Regions from separate parts of the Anas platyrhynchos genome. Here region 1 is linked to region 2. A link is a contact called in public Hi-C data. All regions are on one chromosome and are shown on one strand. The core of a region is the stretch at or near the end of the contact, and the rest is flanking DNA. Distances in the headings are between cores, read along the strand shown. Region 1 holds the start of RPLP1 (ribosomal protein lateral stalk subunit P1). Region 2 has its middle 7.1 kb from the start of DENND3.

Evidence for each region. A called contact is a pair of places that touch in the nucleus more often than the background predicts.
Region 1: a Hi-C map of small yellow follicle shows a contact between it and region 2, with 2.1 times the contacts expected there. The contact joins the promoter of RPLP1 here to the enhancer-like site in region 2. A contact is called at or near these places in 2 of 8 Hi-C or Micro-C datasets (small yellow follicle and subcutaneous adipose tissue).

What each region holds. Positions count from the first base shown.
Region 1 is chr2:4,231,870-4,235,970 of IASCAAS_PekinDuck_T2T, reverse strand. RPLP1 (ribosomal protein lateral stalk subunit P1) reads left to right here and starts at 2,520. Exons shown (of 4, transcript XM_027452747.3): 1 at 2,520-2,703; 2 at 2,828-2,902; 3 at 3,005-3,122; 4 at 3,561-3,682. The coding sequence starts at 2,632. The coding sequence ends at 3,640.
Region 2 is chr2:3,975,972-3,979,767 of IASCAAS_PekinDuck_T2T, reverse strand. No RefSeq gene overlaps it. Among named protein-coding and RNA genes, the nearest start is that of DENND3, 7.1 kb to the right of the region's middle. Within about 2 kb of position 1,462, at least 4 of the 8 cell types and tissues checked have an H3K27ac peak or open chromatin away from gene starts, as enhancers often do. A contact at or near this core is called in small yellow follicle, where this site is marked.

The DNA of each region.
Region 1 (4,101 bases), core at 1,271-3,770, 260 kb before region 2:
ATCTATGCACGCATGCATATATATCAGCTGCAAATGTTTGTTGGAACAAGTTCATCCCCTCCTTCCTGATGTTTTGCTTTCCTGGCTGGTAAATAGAGCTCAAGTGTATTCAGTCAAATCTCTGCCACTGCCCTTTACTGTCCTCCAAGTGTAAAACACCCACCTCAGGAAATTTTCGCACCCAACCTCTTTGCTTTGCTTATCAGGAAGACACTCCTGTGCTATCTGATGAAATCTTTATCAGCACAGTTGTATTATCACCCTACATCAGAGCATTGGCTTTCTGGAGCAAGCCCTAGTAACTCATCACCCTGGAAGTAATTCAGGATCCTAGAACTGTAGAATACACAGAAACATATATATATATATATATATATGTATATGTATATTTTAACGTAAATGTATTTTTTCTGATTTTTTATTTAACTTTATTCTGAGCCCCTACAGATCAGCCACATCAGTGTCACTCGATAGATGCAGCAAGACAGCCATGAAGCAAGGATGCGGGCAAATCTCCTCTAATTAATGTCTTTATCAACCAAAACCTAAGCTTATGTGAAAGTCACGTTTAAATTTCAGGTCATAATATTTTATTTTTAAACAACGCATCTTCATTTTAAAATCATTTTTGTTTAAGAACTGTTACCTACGTCCCTTTTCTCTCCTATAGGGTCTGCCCAAATTTCCACTCAGACCTTCACCATGAAAACAGGATAGAAAAAGCTGGCCCCTGTCATTCACCTGTCTTCTTATCCACAAGCAATAGAAACTCCTGAGTACTGTCCCCAAACAAATGCATTCAATTTCAGTACAACATCATGAAATCTGTGGAACATCGCCAACAAGAAGCCCTTGAACACACAGAACCTGCAAGTTCAGTGAAGCTAGTTTTTTTTCTGAAGACAGCAAAGATTTATAGGCACTATTTAAATCCTGTACAATAAGTTACTTTCTATTCAATGCAGGATGTTTTCAGCGGAGCAGGCACATTTCAGATGCTGAATCTAACATCATTTGGCTTCTCAGCTGGCAGTGTCTTTAGCCATGAGGTATAATCTGAGCTGTTTAGCTATCTTCACATGGGCTCATGGTGGTCCTCCTGCATTGGCAATTGACAACTACAACTACAACTTCCTCGTAAGGGGGTGTCGAGAGGCAGGAGACCTTTTCTCCATTAACACCAGCGACAGGACCCGCGGGAACGGGGTTAAGCTGAGGCAGGGGAAGTTTAGGCTTGACATCAGGAGGGGGTTCTTCACAGAGAGGGTGGTTGCACACTGGAACAGGCTCCCCAGGGAAGTGGTCACTGCACCGAGCCTGACTGAATTTAAGAAGAGATTGGACTGTGCACTTAGTCACATGGTCTGAACTTGGGTAGACCTGTGCGGTGTCAAGAGTTGGACTTGATGATCCTTAAGGGTCCCTTCCAACTCAGGATATTCTATGATTCTATGATTCTATGACAATTCCCCTTGCTTCCTTCTGCTTCAGCAAGTCATTCTTCAGTTCCCTCTCCCATATACACGAACATAATCTGGGATCTGTTTAGGAGAAATCTTACAAGATAAGGTTGGGTCTCCTGCAGGTGTTTTTTTTAGCCTTTCCACAAGCTGCACATTTACAGAGGTGCTGTTGGAGTTGCTCAGAGACTCCAACGCCCTTAAGCAAACTCCAGTTTCTGCTTCCAGATATTTCGAGCATAGCTGTAGCCTACACAAGAACTTCCTTCTAACTAGATCTGTGAGTTCATTTGCCTGAAAATTACATTTTTCAGTCACCTGCAAGCGAAGTGCTGCAACATTCAGCATTCACCATCTCCAGCAGTAAGTAGCATCTGATCCCCATCCAGTGAAACTTGGAGATGCTTCGAATTATGAGGAAGGGATGGGTAAAAGATGCATTGAACGCTGTCATTTTAAGGTTCTAAATACTATATCTTTTTGCAAATCCTTAAATTATTCTGCTCAAGCTTGATTTTGAAAATTTTATTTACAGATTGCGAACACCAGCCTACAAAAAAAAAAAAAAAAACACACATATTTTAAGTAACTTTACCCTTGTCTGGGTATTGATTGATCACATATAAATAGCAGAGGGGGAAATGCTGGAGTTTGCTAAGGTTACAAAGTCACCTAGAAGTGGGAATTGATCACAAATGGCTCTTTCCACATCGTTATTTTATTTATTTATTTATTTTTACACACGTGCGTTCAGGCAAGCAACGTCACCCTAAGGTGCCAGCCACCCAGGTGCCACCCACGAGGTTTGGATGCGTTTTTGGGGCAAAACGGTGCCAAATCGCGACCCCTCGTGGCGCAGGCCGGCGGGCGGCGCCTCAGCCCCAGCCCGCCCTCAAGCGTGAGGGGGGCAGCGGGAAATGGCCGCCGCCTCGCCTCCTCCCGCCCCCCCCGCCGCGATTGGCGGAGCTCCTCTCCTCCCCGCTCTCGGATTGGCCAGCGGCGCTGTCATCTCCTCGTTCGGCTCTGCGATTGGCTGAGGTCACTGATATAAAGCCGCCCCTCAGCGCCGGGCGCCCTTTCCTCGCTGGCCGCACAAGGTGCTGTGTCCTTCACACGAAGCTAAGGCCGTTCCACCCCGGCGACTGGCACCGCGCCCCCCAACCACCACACCATGGCCTCCGTCTCCGAGCTCGCCTGCATCTACTCCGCCCTCATCCTGCACGACGACGAAGTCACCGTGACGGTGAGTGCAAGGCCCCGGCGCCACAAGATGGCGGCCGGCCGCGGCATGGCGGCGGCGGCCTCCTCCTCCTCCTCCCCCTCCTCCTTCCCTCGGAGCCGTCTCCTCAGCGCCGGCCTCGTTGCAGGAGGACAAAATTAACGCCCTCATCAAGGCGGCCGGAGTCACCGTGGAGCCCTTCTGGCCGGGGCTGTTCGCTAAGGTAAGGGGGGGGTGGATGGGGAAGGGGGCTCTGGGGGGGGGGGAGGGTGAAGCGAAGCTCGCCCCGCGTTAACGAGGCCGTGCCGGGTGCTTTTCTTCTCAGGCTTTAGCCAACATCGACATCGGCAGCCTCATCTGCAACGTGGGAGCCGGCGGCGGGGCTCCGGCTGCGGCTGCTCCTGCGGGAGGGGCTGCGCCGGCGGGCGGCGGGGCTGCCCCGGGTAAGTGGGGTGCTGGGATGGGAGCTGCTGGGTGAAACCTTGGGCTGAGATGTTCTTAGGAAGTTTGGGAGGCAGCGTGCGGGTGGGAGGGAGCAGAACCACGCCTCATGCTTAGTAATAAGGCTGGAGCCTTTCAATTAAGCACGTGGTGCTGGGGTTACCTCAGAGGCACAGGCTGCCTATAAAAGCTGTGACTGCCCCATCCCTGGAGGTGCTCAAGGCCAGGCTGGATGATGCCCTGAGCAACCTGATGCAGTGGGAGGTGTCCCTGCCTGTGGCATGGGGTTGGGACTAAATGATCTTTGAGGTCCCTCGCACCCCAGGCCATTCTGTGATGAATAAGCTGTCACCATCCAGGTTTTGCTTCCTGATGTTAAGTCCTCCAGCATGTGACTTATGAATTGGTGCAAAAAATTCTCACTGCTTTTTCTTTTATAGCTGAAGAGAAGAAAGAAGAGGAAAAGAAAGAGGAATCAGAGGAATCTGATGATGACATGGGCTTTGGTCTTTTTGACTAATTAGTTTTGTACCTGCCTGTAATAAAGAAGCATTGAACTGTTTGGTTGTCTCTTAAATGCTGGAAGGGAGCGGATGAAGGTTGGCCACACTCCCTGCAGTCCCCAAAACAGCTGCCACTGAATGCAGGCCTAGGGTTTAACTACTCCCTGTGTTGGTTCTTCATCCCCAGCAGCAGCAGAGGCGTAGCACAGAGCCAGTTACAGCTCCTAACTGCATTCCCAGCATGTGGATAGAGGTGTAAACACAGCTGCAGTGAGCATGGGAGGTGTGGAGGTTTAGAAGTGTTACTGCTTGGTGTGCTCCCTGTGCTGTGAGCTCTTGGGATGCTGCAGCACCCCACCAACTCCTAGCTAGGAGCTAGGAATTCCTTCCTAGGAGCAGTTAGAGGCTGGGGCACAACTGTGGGCCTTTCACAGTGGAGAGCAGTTGAGAATGTTTTGGAGAAGGCTGAAATTCGTAT
Region 2 (3,796 bases), core at 213-2,712:
AAAAACGCCTTCCCCCTGCAGCTCACAGCTGCCATGTGGGGTTTTTGCCCTTTCTTCTGAAATGTTATTGCAGAGGTGCAAGCAGAAACACTGATGAGCTCAGCTCTGGGCTGCAGTGGGTGCATTTTGGAGAACAAAGAATCACAGAATGGGTTGGGTTGGAAGGGACCTTAAAGCCCATCTAAATCTAGCACCCTGCCATGGGCAGGGACACCTCCCACCAGCCCAGGTTGCCCAAAGCCCCATCCAGCCTGGTCTTGAGCACCTCCAGGGATGGGGCATCCACAGCTTCTCTGGGCAGCCTGTGCCAGGACCTGAGCACCCTCTGAGTGAAGAATTTCTTCCTGATGTCTACCTACCCTCTTTTAGAGGTGGCTGGAGCTGGCTCTGCTCAAGCAAAACTTGATGAAGACACCCAATGCACCTGCTTTTATGGAGAGAAGAATCAGAAAAAAATCAAATGTGAAGTGATCTCTGAAGGTCTCGAAGTGCAATCCCCTGCTCCAAGCAGGGCTGACATGGAAATTAGATCAGGTTGCTCAGCAACAGGAATTTCACAACCTCCCTTTCTCAATTAAAAAGGAGAAAAATCTGGATGGGTGGATGATTGCAAGAGTGGAAAGCAGAGCCTAGTTTGCAATTCAGACCTGAGAGTGCCTGGATGCCAGGAAATTGGAGCCGCAGGAAGAGACACGTGCCATGAGTATTGGCAACCACACAGCTTGTGGTGTTCCTCACAGCTATCATTAACTGCTTCCATTCTGCCTCAGGGCAGAATGGGCAATGAGGGCGAGGAAAGGTGGAGAGCACGTTCCCTAAGGCAAAGCCTGGGAGCTCATCCTGCCTTCAGAGGTCTGGATTCAGATGGCTTTAGGTTCTCCTGCAGTGCAAGTGCTAATGACTTCTACAGAAACCCTTTTTACAACTCCTTTGTAAAACGTAAGGGAAACGTGTTATGCAGAGTCAATGAGGTGAACCTGAAAAAAAATAATGACCTCAGCCTCCTTCCTGACCTGTATCTTTTATACAAACCTTGCTCCTGCCATGGGACATGGGATGAATTTAAGCGGAAGATCTGGGATGGAAAACTCCGGGGAAAGTCATGAAGAGCTGGGTTTGCTCTTTGTGCCTTGAACAGAATGGGAAAGTAGAACTCGGCACCTGCTGCTTGGGCAGTGGCCACCTCTGAATCATCATCTCACACACCTTCTCCCTCTTCCTTCCCAGAAGCTGAAAGGGTAAGCAGAGCTTTTCAGAGCTCTGTCGTATGCTGCAGGGGTAGCCAGAGCCGTGGATGTTTTGTTATCAGAAAGTTGGCTGTCTGGAGCTGGCTTTGCTGTCTGAAATGAGACTGGTGGTGAAAGATAATAAGGGGAAAACATTGCCTGGCGATACGAGGGAGATGTGGTTAGAATTAATATGAAAACAAGGCTGCAAATTCTGCATATTTATGCAATCACTTGTCTGGAGGATGTGGATGTTATATTTAAGTTCTGGTATTTATTTTAATTTCACAGAACTGCACACCATCTGTACTCAGAGAATAAAGACAAAACAAGCCCTTGTTGCCCGGCTGTTGGTTTTGTAAGCTCTTCAGACCAGACGCTGTGCCATAGGTCTGCAGGATGTTTGGCATCAAGGGTGTCTCGAGCCCTCTAGTGTACCTGGGTGTTAGCAAAAATAAAGCAGAGTACGAAAATATCCCATGAGGGATCCAACAGCTGGCTCCGTGCTGAATTACAGATGCTGCTTGGTGCCAAAGCCTTTGTGCTGTTTATGTTTAGGGGCTGCTTTTTGGCTGAGCAGGAGAACAGAAGGCTTGGCTGCTGTTATTTCACGAGGTTTAGATAGGCCAGGATCACTTGGAAACTCCAGCTGGGGGCCGCTTTCTCTGAAGCAAAATTTACTGCTTTTAAAAGATGTTAATTTAAAAATAAACGCAGCTTTTATAGCATATTGTAAATGTGCTTCGCAGCACGGTGCCCTGCAGCACTCTTCTAGTCATTGCTTTATTAATAGCCCCTGTGATTCCTCCCTGGTGCACTCAGACTGCTCCTGTTGCAGTAACTCTACAGACTTCCATGTTGAGATTCAAGTTTTGCTTCAGTTCGAGAGGCTGAATGTTTCTGGACACTACATAAATAAATTACCTTCTTTCCTTTTGAAGTCTTATCATAATTACATGATTTTCAGGGGTAGTCGTGCATGTCGTTATGAAGAGGCGATTGTAAAACGACCTCCCTTTTGGTGCAGTACAGGCCACAGCAAAATGATGTATTCCACATGTATTTCGATGCCTCCCCACCTGAGGCTTTTACAGCCTGACATTGCAATGCTGTAATGACTTCTGTGGGCTTGATCCTAAGGAAGAAATTAAGGGCTGGAGGCTTAATTTTAAAAAAGATGCAGCAAACGAGCTTATCAATATATAAAACATGTGGATGAGATCAAAACTTAGGCTACTGGAGGAAGACCGAAGCTGTTATAACCTGTTTGCTCTTTCTGACACTTGATAATTGCATCTAAGGTTCATCTGTCTGGGGTATGACCCTTCTTTTACGATTTTCAGTCACTTCCTTTTACGCTGGGTTGTATTACTTCATCTCGTAGAGCCATTGTATTTAGGTGGTTTTCTGCTCTTCGAAGATTTGAGGTAAATCAACTTTGAAAAATTCTCCAAGCACCAAGGAAAGATAAATTGAAATAAAGACAGACAGTGTTACCTTCAGCTGGGCCAGAAAAGAAAGCCTCATGCCTTTGATGAATAATTCACCCTTGTAGATACTCTCTCTGCTCTTTAACTAACAGGATAGCCTACAGAAAAATGAAATTCCCATCATAGAGGAACAAACAAGAACCACAGAAAACAAGACAGAGGGGACACACTGCCAGGTAAATTTACCATCCCCGACTTCGGCATTTCTTTATTTATAATATCAGGAAAAATGCAGCATAAAAAACAAGCACAGACCATGGGCGATGCTTCTACTATCGTATTTTTTCTTTGCAAACCCAGCTATGTGTGGAATCTTCCTTGGTCTTGGGGCAGTGCAGGCTGCTTGCTCTCATGTTCAAAGTTGCCCTATGATGTCCGCATGCAAATGAGGGATTTTGAAGCAGTTAACTGGAGTTAACTATTTACCAGAAGTCACGTTATGTCCAGTTTCAGTCACACACGACACAGCAGTTCGTGTCTAATTGTTATATTTGACCCGTCGGGTGATATTTAAATAGATTTCTTTTACAGCGCTATAGAAGTACACCTAAAAGTACCTGATATGTTTAGCTATGCAAATGCTTGAACTTTGTTCTCCCTCTGCTGCACTTCGAAATCTCTGAGGACCCTTGGATGCAAATAAAGCAATATAGGCTTAATTAATTATAGAAACAAAGCCAGGCATTGTTTAGAAGGAACCTTTGGAAGTCACCTGTCCAACCCTTTGCTCAAATGGAGGTAGCTTCAAAGTTAGACCAGGTTGCTCTGCTCTTTATCCAAACAAGTTTCCTAAGGGAACTTGGAGATTACACCGCCTTGTTGATTGACCTTGGTAAACCCACGCTCACCACTTCAAAGCACCTTCAGATTCTGTCAGATACCAGGGACAGAAACAAATTTCCTTCATTTACAACAAACAAACAAAGAAAAACAGCTTATAGTTATGAATTATGGTATCTGTCTTCATGTATTTTAAGGCTTCTGAGATTGATTTATGCAAAAATTAGCACACAAAAATTATTCTACCTGAAGTTTTACTTTTTGTATCTGGTTTTCCTTCTCTCTGCCCTAATGGAGCTC